3 separate regions of the Mus musculus genome follow, and all the other regions are linked to region 3. Evidence: chromatin contacts called from public promoter capture Hi-C data. All regions are on one chromosome and are shown on one strand. The core of a region is the stretch at or near the end of the contact, and the rest is flanking DNA. Distances in the headings are between cores, read along the strand shown.

The links. Promoter capture Hi-C pulls out the DNA fragments that hold promoters and counts their contacts.
Region 1: a promoter capture Hi-C map of liver shows a contact between it and region 3, with 5 times the contacts expected there. The contact joins the promoter of Foxk1 here to the promoter of Mrm2 in region 3. A contact is called at or near these places in 6 of 39 promoter capture datasets (the 3T3-L1 cell line, liver, maxillary cranial neural crest and 2 more), 1 of 115 datasets of contacts at active chromatin or transcription factors (astrocytes) and 1 of 9 other capture datasets (liver).
Region 2: a promoter capture Hi-C map of pre-B cells shows a contact between it and region 3, with 5 times the contacts expected there. The contact joins the promoter of Ap5z1 here to the promoter of Mrm2 in region 3. A contact is called at or near these places in 4 of 39 promoter capture datasets (hippocampal neurons, liver and pre-B cells).

What each region holds. Positions count from the first base shown.
Region 1 is chr5:142,399,423-142,403,684 of GRCm38.p6, reverse strand. Foxk1 (forkhead box K1) reads right to left here and starts at 2,188. Exons shown (of 9, transcript NM_199068.2): 1 at 1,644-2,188. The coding sequence starts at 2,161.
Region 2 is chr5:142,461,750-142,466,320 of GRCm38.p6, reverse strand. It overlaps Ap5z1 (adaptor-related protein complex 5, zeta 1 subunit), which reads right to left and starts at 2,390. Exons shown (of 17, transcript NM_172725.2): 1 at 2,186-2,390; 2 at 1-63. The coding sequence starts at 2,226. Foxk1 (forkhead box K1) reads right to left here. Exons shown (of 9, transcript NM_199068.2): 9 at 4,306-4,571.
Region 3 is chr5:140,330,367-140,334,528 of GRCm38.p6, reverse strand. It overlaps Mrm2 (mitochondrial rRNA methyltransferase 2), which reads left to right and starts at 2,631. Exons shown (of 3, transcript NM_026510.1): 1 at 2,631-2,676; 2 at 3,260-3,549. The coding sequence starts at 2,669. It overlaps Nudt1 (nudix (nucleoside diphosphate linked moiety X)-type motif 1), which reads right to left and starts at 2,669. Exons shown (of 5, transcript NM_008637.2): 1 at 2,574-2,669; 2 at 2,056-2,106; 3 at 1-74. The coding sequence starts at 61.

The DNA of each region.
Region 1 (4,262 bases), core at 939-3,438, 2.1 Mb before region 3:
AAAAGAAACTGCGGGGAGAAAGTAATTAACATGGCTCTCTCCTAGTACCTTGGATCTTAAGGTTCTGGACCCTCAAGGGTGACACGGCCCTGGGAATAATGGGAGCTTGGAAGAGGGTAAGGTAGGCATGGTACTGAAATGCCATAGGGCGCTGTCCTGGGAGCTGGCCAAGCTAAGGACAGACCTGTTTCCTACCATGTTCTGGAGGTAAACTGAGGCACAGCACTTCCTGTCCTGCCTCTTTAAAGCCTCTGCCTCCAGACATGCCTTTAAAGTATGGATTGCCCGCCCCCCGCCCTCAAGGCAGCTCACCATATACCTCTGCACCATATACCCCTGCACCGTATACCTCCCAGGTAACACCCTCCCAGGTGGGAGAGGCACAGCTCATCTGTCAGTCCGTCCTCACAGTGAACACTGGGTCCTGGCCTGTGTCGTCAGAGACAGGAGCATACCTAGCATTGTTCAGACTAGCAAAGGTCAGATGTGACCCTGGGGGTTCTGTATAAATGGAATCAGGGTTGAAGGCGATGGGCTGGGGAGGAGTGGTGTTAGTTCAGGCTGGGTGGTATCTCATGATGCTGGCCAGGGTTTAGGTCAGGGCGTGACCACGGAGAAGGGGAGTGTTTCAGGGCTGGAGGGTCTGGAGTTGACCCAAAGTAAAGATGGAGATCAGGGTGAGCTGATGGTTTCAAACCATTCGAAGTCAGAGATGACCTCTGAAGACTTAGGCTGTGTGAGATAAGGGTTAGGGGTGGCCCTAGGACCTTCAGGTTAAGGGAAGTCAGGGGTAACGGCTTCTGGCTGGTAGGATGGGGGTCAAGAGTGACCCCAGGTATTGAGGCCAGGTGGGATTAGGGATAAGCTGGGTTCAGAAAGGGTTGGAGATCATGGGTAGCCAACTCCAACATGGGAGGAGTGGAAGACAGATGGGGTTGGGGAGTGTGCAAGTGTGTGTGTGTAAGTGTGTGTGTGTGTGTGTGTGTGTGTGAGAGAGAGAGAGAGACAGACAGACAGACAGACAGACAGAGTCAGAGTCAGAGTCAGAGAGAGAGAAAGGGGTTAGAATGGACCCAAGTGTTCAGGCCTGTCCAGGGTCAGGGTGACAGGATTTCAGGCTGAATGGGAGTCGGGCCCATCCAGGGATCAGTGCCCAATGAGTTAACTGGGGAGTCAGGGTTAGTTGGGTCGTGATTAAGATCAGGACAACCACGGGGTCAGAGCCAGGTGATGGGTGAGATCACCAGTAACTTAAGGATCAGGCTCAGCTGGGCCGGGTGGGATGGAGATCTGTGTAACCAGGGGTCAGAGCTAGGTGGGATCAAGACTGGGAGATGGCTAGGGAATCAGAGCCGGATAGAGTCGAGATTAGAGGGGCTAGGGCCTGGCAGGGTCGAGATGGAGGAGGGAGTGACCAAGGGCTGGGACCCGGTGGGAACGGTAAGAAATTTGAGGCTCGACCCAGGTGCCAGACCAGGCGGAGGCGAGTTCAGGGGGTGACCGGGGGGCGGGGGGTTCAGGTTGAGCAGGGTCGAGATCACAGAGTGACAAGGAGCCAAGCTGGGCGGGGTAGAGGTCAGGGGTGGCCAGGGGGTTCAGGCCAGGTCCGGAGAGGGGTGACCCGAGGGTGGCGCAGTACTCACTGTTGGGGTAGCTGCAGGGCGGGCGCTCCGCGCCTCTGGAAGGCCCCGTCCACGAAGACGCCGTTCTTGCCGAGACAGCGAAGATAGAAGTGAGGCTCCTGGAAGCTGAGCTGCAGGTGGCGCCGGGAAATGAAGCTCGACAGGCCCATGCTTAGGTCCACCGAGCCCTGCGACGAGTTGCGGCCGATGGTGACGCTGGGCTGTCGCATCAGGAACTCGAACTCCCGACCCTCCAGGCGAGCCAGGGCAGGCCCGGGGCTCTGGCGCACGGAGGCAGCGGCCGCGGCCACCAGGGCGGGCGCGGTGGTGGTGGCAGTGGCGACGGTGGAGGGCACCGGCCCGGGGCCGGGCTCGGCGGGCAGCGCGGGCGGCCCGGGTGGAGGTTGCGCCGGCGGCGGCGGGGACGTAGTGGCCGGGAAGGCGGCGGCCGCAGCCGCGGCGCATAGCACGGGGCTGCAGGGAGCCGAGCGCAGCGCCAGCAGGGCGCGGGCGCCGCTGTCCTCGCCGACTTCGGCCATGTTCGCGCAGCTCCGAGCGGCTCCGGTGGCGGCCGAGGCGGCGCGGGGCGGGGCGGGGCGGCGCGCGCGGAAACCCGGGCTGGATCGTGGCCTGGAGCGGAGCCGGGACACCGCAGGACCCTCGCGCTGCGCGCGCAGCTTCCACTCGAGGTGGGCGGGTGCAGAGAGACACAGAGCCCCCTCCTCCAGTCCCGAAGGGTGCTTGGATTCATCACGTTTTTAGGGGTGTCCTATTGAGGCTGGAGTTTAAAGTCCAGGGATGCTTGAAATGGTCTCTGCTCCTTACTGATCGTTTCTGCACAGCTACTCTTTCTGTGCTTTGCTTTTTTTTTTTTTTTGGTTTGGTATAATGTTGCAAATTACATTTTATTCATTCATTTATTTACTTGTGGTTCTTTACCACGTGTGTGTGTGCGCGCGCGCGCGCACGTGTGTTTGTGTGGTCAGAGAGGACAGCTCTCAGCAGTCTATTCTCTCCTACCCTGTGGGGTTCTGAGGATGGCATTGAGGTCGACAAGCTTGGTGACAAGCACCTTTATTTACTGAACCATCTCGATTGTTCTTGTTTTGTTGTTTGAGATCCTGTCTCATACCAAGGCTAGCCTGGTTTTGAATACCTAGATCAGGCTGGCCTCAAATTCATGATCTTCCTGTTCCAGCTTCCTGAGTGTAGCTATTAAGGTGTGTGCCTAGCCCTTTAAAATCAATTTAAAAATTCATTTTTTAAAGACAGGGTCTATGTATGTAGACCAGATTGGCTTCTAGCTGACGACCAACCCGGCTCAGGCTCCGCAATTCTTGCTGGAGTCACAGCTGTGCACCACCACAGCTGGTTCCCCTTGCTCCTTTTAAGGCGAACAGTTCTGCCTGTTTCTAGGGACTGTGGACACCCGAAGATTGACGGTAGTTGAAAACACTTAAATGGTGAACTTGGCACCATGTGAATCCCTTGAGAATTTAAGGTCCTGCACTGGGATGCTAATTCCCCCAAGTCTTCCCCCAGGACCTGCAGCGCGCGAGTGCATGCACACACATACACACTCGATTTCTCACATTTAATAATGACTGAAGGAGCTGACACAGTTGGTAAATTGCCTGATGGCACTCATCCCCCAAGACAGGAAAGTTCATTCCCCGGGACCGACTTCAAAACCCATTGAGAGCTTCGATCTTCCCAGCGCTTTGGGTAAAAGGTTGACAGATAGATCCCTGAAGCTCATTGGCCAGCCTGCCTAGCCAATCAGTGAGCTCCACGTTCATAGTGGAAACACTGTTTCAAAACAAAAACAAAAACACGAATAAAACAGGGCTAAAGGAGCACACAGTTATTCACGCCTGTGCATGCACCGGCGCACGTGCACACACAAACACAAGTGCAAACATACACACACAAAAGAATGTCTAAAAATAATGATTGAGAATAGAGATAGACATAGGTCTTGCCCTCAGTGAGCTTCATGTCGAAAGATGATACACACGTGAATTAAAGACCTACAGTGATCATTGCAATGCTCACGGCCATGCTGGATGCGTGTTGACAGAGTGCATGTGTGTGTGTGTGGGGGGGGGGCATAGTGTCCTGGGGCGGGGGGGGGGGGGAGGCTAGAAGGGAGGTTTGGTCTGCTCACAATCCCACACTTCCCTGCCTATCCATTCTGGACCCAAACTGGAAAGCCTATCACGGTGATAGAGCCGTGGATTTCAACCTTTCTCATGCTGAGACCCTTTAATACAGTTCTTCATGTTGTGGTGACCTCTCACCATAAAATGATTTCCATTGCTACTTCATAACTGTAATGTCGCTGCTCTTATGAATTATGGTGTAAATATCTGATATGCCGGATGTCTGATAAACAATTTCTCTGTGAGGTCGTGACCCATAGGTTGAGAATCATTTTCTCACGTGTCGTGCTGTCTAAATAAGTGTGTTTGAGAGGTGGGGGCAGAAGCTTTTTTTTAAATTTAGGATTGGTTTTCTTTTGGCTTGGTCTGTGCGATGTGTTTGAGATCAGGCCTCTTGTAGCCTAGGCTGGCCTCCAACTTACTGTATAGCTAAGGTTGAATTTATAATCCTGGCTCCATGTTCAAATGCTAGAATTAA
Region 2 (4,571 bases), core at 1,141-3,640, 2.1 Mb before region 3:
GCTTCCTGCAGCAGCTTAGTGACCCGGGAGCAGAAACGCCGTAGCTCCTCATCCTGGATTTCCCTAAGGAAGGAAGGGGGACCACAGCGCTGACCCACGCCCCTAGTGGGGGACAGAGAAGGCAGGGAACAGTCACCCAGGCTCACAGTGCCTGCGGGTGATTTTATAGGACCTGGGGCACAGACAGGTTCCTCCCCTGGGACTGAGACGCAGCACCCCCAGTTTCCTAGTGGTACCCATTAATGGTGAGGCGTACAGCTTTGTTCTGTTGCTCCCGTGGCAAAAAGAAAACACTGTTTTTTAAGGCTTTGCTTTTTGAGACAGGGCCTCACTTTGTAGCCCAGGCTAGCCTGGAGCTTGCAGCAATCCTCCTGCCTCAGCTTCTCCGTGCCAGTAAAAGGTTTTATGAGTCTTTCAAAAGTCAGGGATATTTAGTCCAAGCTGCCTCTCCTCTTACCCTAGAGTCTTGCAATGTAGCCCAGGATGGCCTTGAACTTACTACATAGCCCAGACTCAAACTCTTGATCCCCTTTCCTTATCTTCCCAAGGTGTTTGCCTGGCTCCCCCCACCCCCAGGGCCTTACATAATAAGGAAGTACTCTCAACTTCAAAGGCAGCACTCACACGTGTTGAAAGCCGCTTCCCTGAGCCTTGGGAGAAGAGCAATGCAAAGCTTCCACACTGAAGAGCAAAGACTCCCGGCTGTAAGACTGTAAGAAAGCCTGAGATGTCGCTGGCCTAACACAAACACTCTAGGACTGAGCCGGGCTTCAGTGTGGAAATGTGTTTCCTTGCTTCTATTCCAAGCTTAAAAGGAAGGAAAAGAGGTGGAAGGGGTGCCTGCCTACATGCATGCTGGGTTCCTTCCCAGCACCACAAAATAAAGGGCCATGATGAAGGAATTGCCCAGCGTGGTGGTGGCGCACGCCTTTAATCCCAGCACTTGGGAGGCAGAGGCAGGTGGATCTCTGTGAGTCTGAGGCCAGCTTGGTCTACAGAGTGAGTTTCAGGGGCCACACAGTAAAACTCTGTCTCAGCCATCTCTAAATAAATAAATAAATGGATCAGTTGTCTGTGGGCGCTGAGGAAGAGAGCCCCCAACTTCCTAAATCATGGCTGACAGTCCCACTATGGTGTCCTGACAGGGCTGATGGTTTGCAAACTGCCCCCATTTTGAGCCTGTCTGTCAGGTACTTGAACTTGGTTCTGCACTGTCTCTGCAGGTACCACATGTCCCAGGCCGAGGAAGGTCTCCAGTAGCTTTCCTACCACCCTCGCCTGCTTTGTTTCCTGCATCCTCCACCCAGAGTCTTATTGAGGCACCTAGAGAACAGGCTGGGTGAGCAAAAGGAGATACAAATGGCCCAGGGTTGTACCCAACTGGGGCAGTGATAAACCACAGATGCTATGAGACAGGATAGCGTTATTTTTGTGTTGGCATGAAAAGGTTACTGCTTAAAAATGAAAAGTACCCACCCAGTACTGAAGGCAAAGGAGGGCTGTGGGCCCATGGGGAGACTGTGTGGCTGGGTCACCAACCATTTTCCTAATAGATCTTAAGAAAACTGTCTTTGTTTTTTAATTTATTACATTTATTTATGTACATGTTGGGGTGCTCGAGTGGAGATCCAAAGACAACTTGCTGGAGTTGATTTTCTTCTTCCTCCCCGAGCCCCGGGGGTCGAATCGAGAGAGTCAGGCTTGGTGGCAAGGTCATTTACCTATTAAGTCCCTCTGTCTTCGGAGTACTGTCTTGTTCGTAGACTCCAGACTTTTAACTCTTTCAGGCTCTGGGAGATCCCAGAGATCTTAACCATTCTAAACTTTCCCCACGAGTGGCCCAGCTCAGAGTCCAGATTTGTCCCTTTGCATTTTCAGTTTACCAAATGCATCAGGTCTGGGCTTCGGGTAGTCGTTTCCTTCGCTGAATCACGTACCACCAAGTCTTGGGCTGGCTATTTGGGAAAGAACCTAGACTCTCAGTGCAGGGTCAGCACTAGCATGGACCCAGACACGATGAGGAGGATCCCTTAGCTGAGTTGTGCGCCTCACATTCCACGCAGGTCGCCCTGAGCCCCGGACCCGGCGCCACACGGAGACCCGAACCGTGCAGCGGGACCACCGCCTCCCCGCTCCTCCCCGGCTTCGTCTCACGCCCCGTGGCCCCAGCCCCAGATCGGCAGACCTGGCCTGGTGCAGCAGACTTTCCGCGCCCGCCGAGAACATGCCGACACGGCTCCAAGCCCACCAGTGCCCGAAACGTTGCCGCGGACTTCCGGGATCGTGTCACATGACGTGTCATGTGACCGGACTGTGTCTGCCCTCTTTCGCCCCACCTCTTACCCCCGCCACCACCCTCCCGCGTCCTGGCTGGATCACGTGGGAGAATCTGGAGCGCTAGCTGACGGCTTCCGGTGCCACACCACGTGGGAGGGCCATCCCTCCCACTCCCCCGCGCAAAAGACAGACCAGCTTCCGGTCCTGCGGCAGGTGGGCGGGGCGGGGCGGAGGCCTTGGCCAAAATATTGCAGTACAGAAGCCAGTTCCCGCCTAGCTCCTGGGCTTCTCTCCACGTCAGTCAGCAGCCAGGGAGTCATGGAACCGTGGTCCTTGGAACCCAGAACTCCTGGCTCCGAAACAGTTTCCTTTGATCCCGGAACTGCCAGTGGTAGACTCTAGACCTGGAGAGACTAGGCAGGCACATAGTTTAGCAGTAGGGTGACTAGATTTACCCCAGTGAGAGGCTGGGGGCGCGACTTGGTGGCAGAGAAAGAACATCCTTAGCAAAAGCTGTATGGCAGACACGTTTTATAAATTCTGTCAGGCTCTTTGCTGCAGAAATACCCAATGTCTTGCTAGTCTTGGGTTTTAAGATGAGGCCCTGGCACTATTCACCTATTTGGGTTGGGAGATGGGTGCCTATTGCACACACAGAAAAAGGAAACTGGTAGTAGACTGAGGAGCTGTCACAGTGGGAAAGACACTTGGACCCGTGTCTTTCTGGCTCTTGCCAATCAATACCTAGTGCTCATGGCCTAGTAATAAGCAAGGCTTCAGGGAGAAACGGGCAGAAGTAGAAACGGCTCAGCTGGTAAAAGTGAACATGAGTACCTGAGTTCCATCCCTGGGTGGCCATATAAAAATAAAACCCACACTTGCAGTCCCAGCACTGAGGAAGTGGAGATCGGAGTATCCCTAAGGGTTGCTGGCCGGCCCTAGCTTACTTGGCAAGTCCCAGGCCAACGAGAGATTCTGTCTCAGAGAAGAGGTAGGGCAAGAAAGAAGACTCAGAACCTGAAAGTGATTGACACACAGGCCTGACAGGCTGAGTTTGGGTCCTCAGAAGCTACATAAAACCTGAGCCCAGTAGTGTAAGGATTTGTAATCCCAGCACACCTACAGGAGATGGAGGAGGCAGGAGACTCTCCTGAGGCTGGAGGATAAGCCGCCCTGGCTTATGAGATGGTAAAGAGAATCTGTCTCAGACAAGGTGTAAGTAGCCATGAGGGTGGGCACCTGAAGGCTGTCCTCTGATCTGCTCACGTCTCCTGTGGCCAGTGTACATATGCCTATGCCTCTGCATGTGAACACACACCCCACTTGAGGAACAGCAGCTGAGGTTGTCCTCTGCCTCCACACAAATACACACACAGGTGCAGTCACACCCAAAAACATGTACACAGAAAAAAGGGACAAGTGGGTTGTTTCTCACCTGGCTGAGTGTCAGGATGAATGCCAGGGGCTCTGAGGCAGCCGCCATGGGGTGGTGGCTTGAGTGAGAATGGCTCCCATGGGCTCATATACTTGAATGTTTTGACCCCAGTTGGTGGAACTGTTTGGGAAGGGTTAGGGGGTGTGGCCTGCAGTCAAGTGCCCAAAGCATCCCCCATTAGCTCAACTCTGTCCTGCAGCGGCTGTCTCAATATGTAAACTCTCAGCTACTGCCCCAACCCTATGCCTGCTTGTCTGCTGCCACGCTCCCTGCCACAATGGTCATAGACTCTAACCCTCTGGAACTTCGAGCTGCAAATTAAATGCCACCCCCTTTGTCACACCCTGGCCCAGCGGTGGACCTGTGTCAAAAGTCAGGGGAGATGGGCTAGCTCTTGCCATCTGTACACCATCTTGCATCCTTGGAGCTCAGGCACCGGCAAGACTCTACCTCACCCCATGGCTTCCTGGACTGCACACCTGGGAGGCATGCAAGGAAACACCTGGGGACCAGAAGCAGTAGTGCGTGTCCAGGCTATCTATTGGTCTGCCCTTCACAGTCACCCACTCCCAGGGACCACTCATACCCTTGGGTACATCTCTTTAATATATAATTTTTATTTCTGGTTATAGAAACAAATGCTAAGAGGAGAAAACAGAGCTTCCCCACCCACATACAACAACCGAATAGATAAAAGAACAGTTCAAATGAATGAAAAAGAAAGTAGAAATTTCCACTTTGTTATAGCTTTAAAACATTAACGTCTAATAATAGTTAGAAATCACATTCAGGTGTCAAAACTTTTTGTTTAAAAAAAGGATGGTTCTGTTATAAAAAAATACTGTATCCCGTTTGAAAT
Region 3 (4,162 bases), core at 1,382-3,881:
CCAGGAGAACTCGCTGAGGCTGTAGCACTAGCACAAGGGTATAAAGCCTGGAGGTGCTCATGCTCTCCTGGGTCCTGTTAAGAGGATGGGAAAATGTGGTTTGATTGGTCTGTAGTCTGTTAGAGTATGCATCATATGAGTTCTGTTGTGGCCAGGTGGGAGGGAGATACATTCTGGGAGAGGTGGATGGTATGACCTGCTAAATACACAGTCACAGGATATACACCCTGTGGCTTAGCAGGGCATGTACAAATGTGCCTTTGAGGTCCCCTTTTCATTTATATTTTTATGCATGTATATAAGTATGTATGTATGTATGTATTTACAGTGCTGGGGAAAGAACTCAAAGCCTTGAGCATGCTAGGCTAATGCTCTCCCATTGAGCCATACCCCAGCCCCTCACTGGGGGATTCTAGGCAGGGGCTCTACTACTGAGCCATACTCCCAGTACTGAGCCATCTCTCCAGCCCCCAGACAAAGCGTCTTATTTTATTGTTTCCTAGGCCTCAACTGGCTAAGGCAGTATACAGAAACTGGGACCCTCCTAAGAGGCTGCAGTGTATAAGAAAAGGAACTTGAACAAGGGCTGGAGAGATGGCAGTGGTTAGGAGGACTAGCTGCTCTTGCAGAGGACTGTGGTTCCATTTCTAGCATCCACATGGTGGCTCACGACTGTCTAACTCTGTTCTGATGCCCTCTTCTGGCGTCTTTGGGTACCAGGCACACATATAGTATAAATGTTAACAAAACTCCTGTATTCCAGCTGGAGAGATGGCTGCTCAGTGGTTAAGAGCACTGGCTGCTCCTCCAGGGGCACCAAGTTCAATTCCCAGCAACCACATGGTGGCTTGCAATTGTCTGTAATTCTAGCTCCTGGGGATATGGCCCCCTACACAAACATACATGGAGGCAAAGCATCAATGAACATAAAAAATAAATATTTTTTAAAAGCTATACACCACCTCTGGATGGTTTTTTAAAATATTTATTTGTTTGTTTGTTTGTTTATTATATACACTGTAGCTGTCTTCAGACACTCCAGAAGAGGGCATCAGATCTCATTACGGATGGTTGTGAGCCACCATGTGGTTGCTGGGATTTGAACTCAGGACCTTTGGAAGAGCAGTCAGCGCTCCTAACCGCTGAGCCATCTCACCAGCCCCCCAAAATAAATATTTTTAAAACCCTATACGTTCTCGAATAAAAAAATCCAACAACCCTATATGTGCACAATATAAGTTAAAATTTAAAAACAGAATAAGAAGAAAGGGAAAGAAAAGGGACCCGGAAGCTTAGGCCTGGTGCTGAGGTAAGTCAGGAGAAGAAGTGGGCTTAGCATTGGCCTGTGTTCTGACTTGCCTGTGCCTGAGCCTCTGGCTTCCTGACTCAGCAAAGTCAGCCATCTCTTATTAAGCACCGGCTGTATACAGCTGTCTTTCATAGCCACAGGATATCCACAGGATATCTTTCATATCCACAGATACCAGGATACCTTACCCTTCCATGGATACTGGGATTAAAGTATGATGAAATCACTTCTTTGAAATGGCATATTTGCCTGTAACTTACAGACATCCTCCGGCCCACTTTACATGCAAACTATGTAAATTGTTTTCATGTAGGGAGTGATGACAAATGTCCTCACATTCCATACAGATGAGTGATTTGTTTTGCAAGGATTTTAAACGAGACAGAGTTGTGCCATGTTCTCCATTCTGGACTTAAACTCACAATCTTCCCGCTCAACCACCTGAGTGTAGAATGACAGGCGTGCACCAGCGTGCTCAGCTCCTTGTCTCAGTGAAATGAGCAGTGAGGACATAGATTGGAATCAGGTAGAATGGGTGTGGCTATGGCTCTGTTGATTGGCATTGCTTCAAACAGAGTCCCCATACTGTTTCCCTTTGCAATGGAAATGGGAGTGGGTGGGTAGGGGAGTGGGGGGGAGGGTATGAGGGACTTTTGGGATAGCATTGGAAATGTAAATGAGGAAAATACCTAATAAAAAAAGTAAAAAAAAAAAAAAAAAGACTAAGAACAGAGTTTAAGACTTACTTTCTTCGTTTCTGAGGCGAAAACTAGTGCTCCGAGGTCAAATGGCAGAGCCTAGAAGCAAACAAGGGTGTCCTGGTAGCTGTGATAGGTGGTAAATCGGATGTGTGTCAGGGAACTTTGGACAACCTTTGGTCTGAATTGAGGTCAAGTGTTGCAGGTGTTGGAGACAATGCACATGGAGTGCAGAGCCCAGAACCTGCCTGCAGGGGGCACTCTGCAAATGCCGTTCCCTAGCCTCCCCTCCCAGGGGCTATGGCCGGTACAGACAGGCTGCAAACTGCCCATGCATCAGCTTACCGCCCAGGTCCCCTCTCCCTCTCATTTCTGCTCCCTACTCTCTGTAGTTTCCCTGGTCTTCCCGACCTCAGGCCTGCCCAGTACCCCAGTTTTCCTGGTGGGTTTGAAGCTGCTCTCTAGTCCTTCTACCCCTTCTCTCCCCAGATTTTCCCTGGCACCCCACTCCCGACCTCCAGCGTCTCTCCCGCACCCAGATCTCATTCGCCCGGGACCATCCATACCTTCGCGCCCCAGCCAAAGTTTCCCGGGGCGGAGCCTCGCGTTGGAAGCGAGGGCGGGACTTCCGGCGGCGGGAGGAAACCACCAGCAAGCAGCAATGGCCGGGTGAGTGAGTTACGGCGTCTGCCTGCGCTAAAAGGACGTCTTTGCATACAGGAACGGAGTGGATGACAGTAGTAGGGAGCTCAGTGAATTGTGTTGCAGAGGGGTGCTGGCGACCTCCGTCCCGGGGAGCGGGACACGGGTGTACGATGTTTATTCATGTACAGACGTGAGTGAGTGAGGCTTGCAACATAGAAATAGGTGTATGGGCTCCGTGGATAAAGCTGTGCATTCGGGAGGATTGGGGTTCGGATCCCCAGAGCCTACAAAATACTGGACATGTGTGCTGACCAAATGTAACCCCAGTGCTGGGGAGGCAGAGAAAAGGGGTCCCTGGAGAAAGCTGGCGAGATAGACTGGCAGGTTGGCGACCTTACATCAATACATAAGGTAGAGAGCAAGCGAAGGGGACGTCCCTTCTCTACTTTGGACCCCCATACACAGGCAGACACATGTGCACATACATGCTAATACACATGCGTGCATGCATATCGCACATACATATGCAGAAACAAAAAGGTTGAACCAAGACTTTCTTGCCTCTCTGTGTAATGCCCACCCGCTAACTCTTTTTTCGTCATTTCAGGCATCTGAAGCTGGTAGGCGTTCCCCTTAAGGTTCGGAGGTTACACACAGCAGTGTGTCACTACAGGGGCCGGACCGGCGCTGAGCACCTGTGGCTCACGCGGCATCTAAAGGATCCGTTTGTGAAGGCCGCAAAGGTGGAGAGTTACCGCTGCCGCAGTGCCTTCAAACTCCTGGAGATGAATGAGAAGCATCAGATCCTGAGGCCCGGTCTCCGGGTGCTGGACTGCGGGGCAGCTCCGGGAGCCTGGAGTCAGGTGGCAGTGCAGCGCGTCAATGCCACAGGCGCAGGTGGGACCTGCTGGACTCCCAGCTCCTCTGACTACTGCTAGTGAGCAGCTCTTACCTAGAGACATTGTTTGAGGCTCTTTCTAAGTAGGTTTAGAGATGAGAGTTACAGAAATACGACACAGGCTGGGTACAGGACACAGCTGCTAAGTAAAGTCAGGCCCCGCAGGCCTACGAGGTGGAGGCAGGATTAGAAGTTCAGGGTCATCCCAGCTACATGGTATGTCTGTACTAGAGAAAAAAAAAAGGGCAGAGGTAGGGGGTTGGGAAGGGAGCACAGGGTGGTGGTGATGCTATGAAGATGGGTTAGTCAGCAGTGGTTCTCACTCTGGGCTGTGACCCACTGGCTTGGTGGTTGAATGGTGCATGCCGGTAAGGCTGACAAGCTTGAGTTCTCGCCCCAGGATTTACACTGTGGACGGGAGAATTGACACCAGAAAGTTGCTGTGTGGACTCCACAAATGTGCCGTGGCGTGTGCTCACTTGCTTATATACCCTCTCACATACATGATTAAATAAGCAAAATGTTTAAAAAAGAACAAAGAAGAAAACCACAGGAGTTGGCGGACAGCCTGGGTTCGCACTATGTCCCTTTCTCTAAACAAAACAAAAAGCC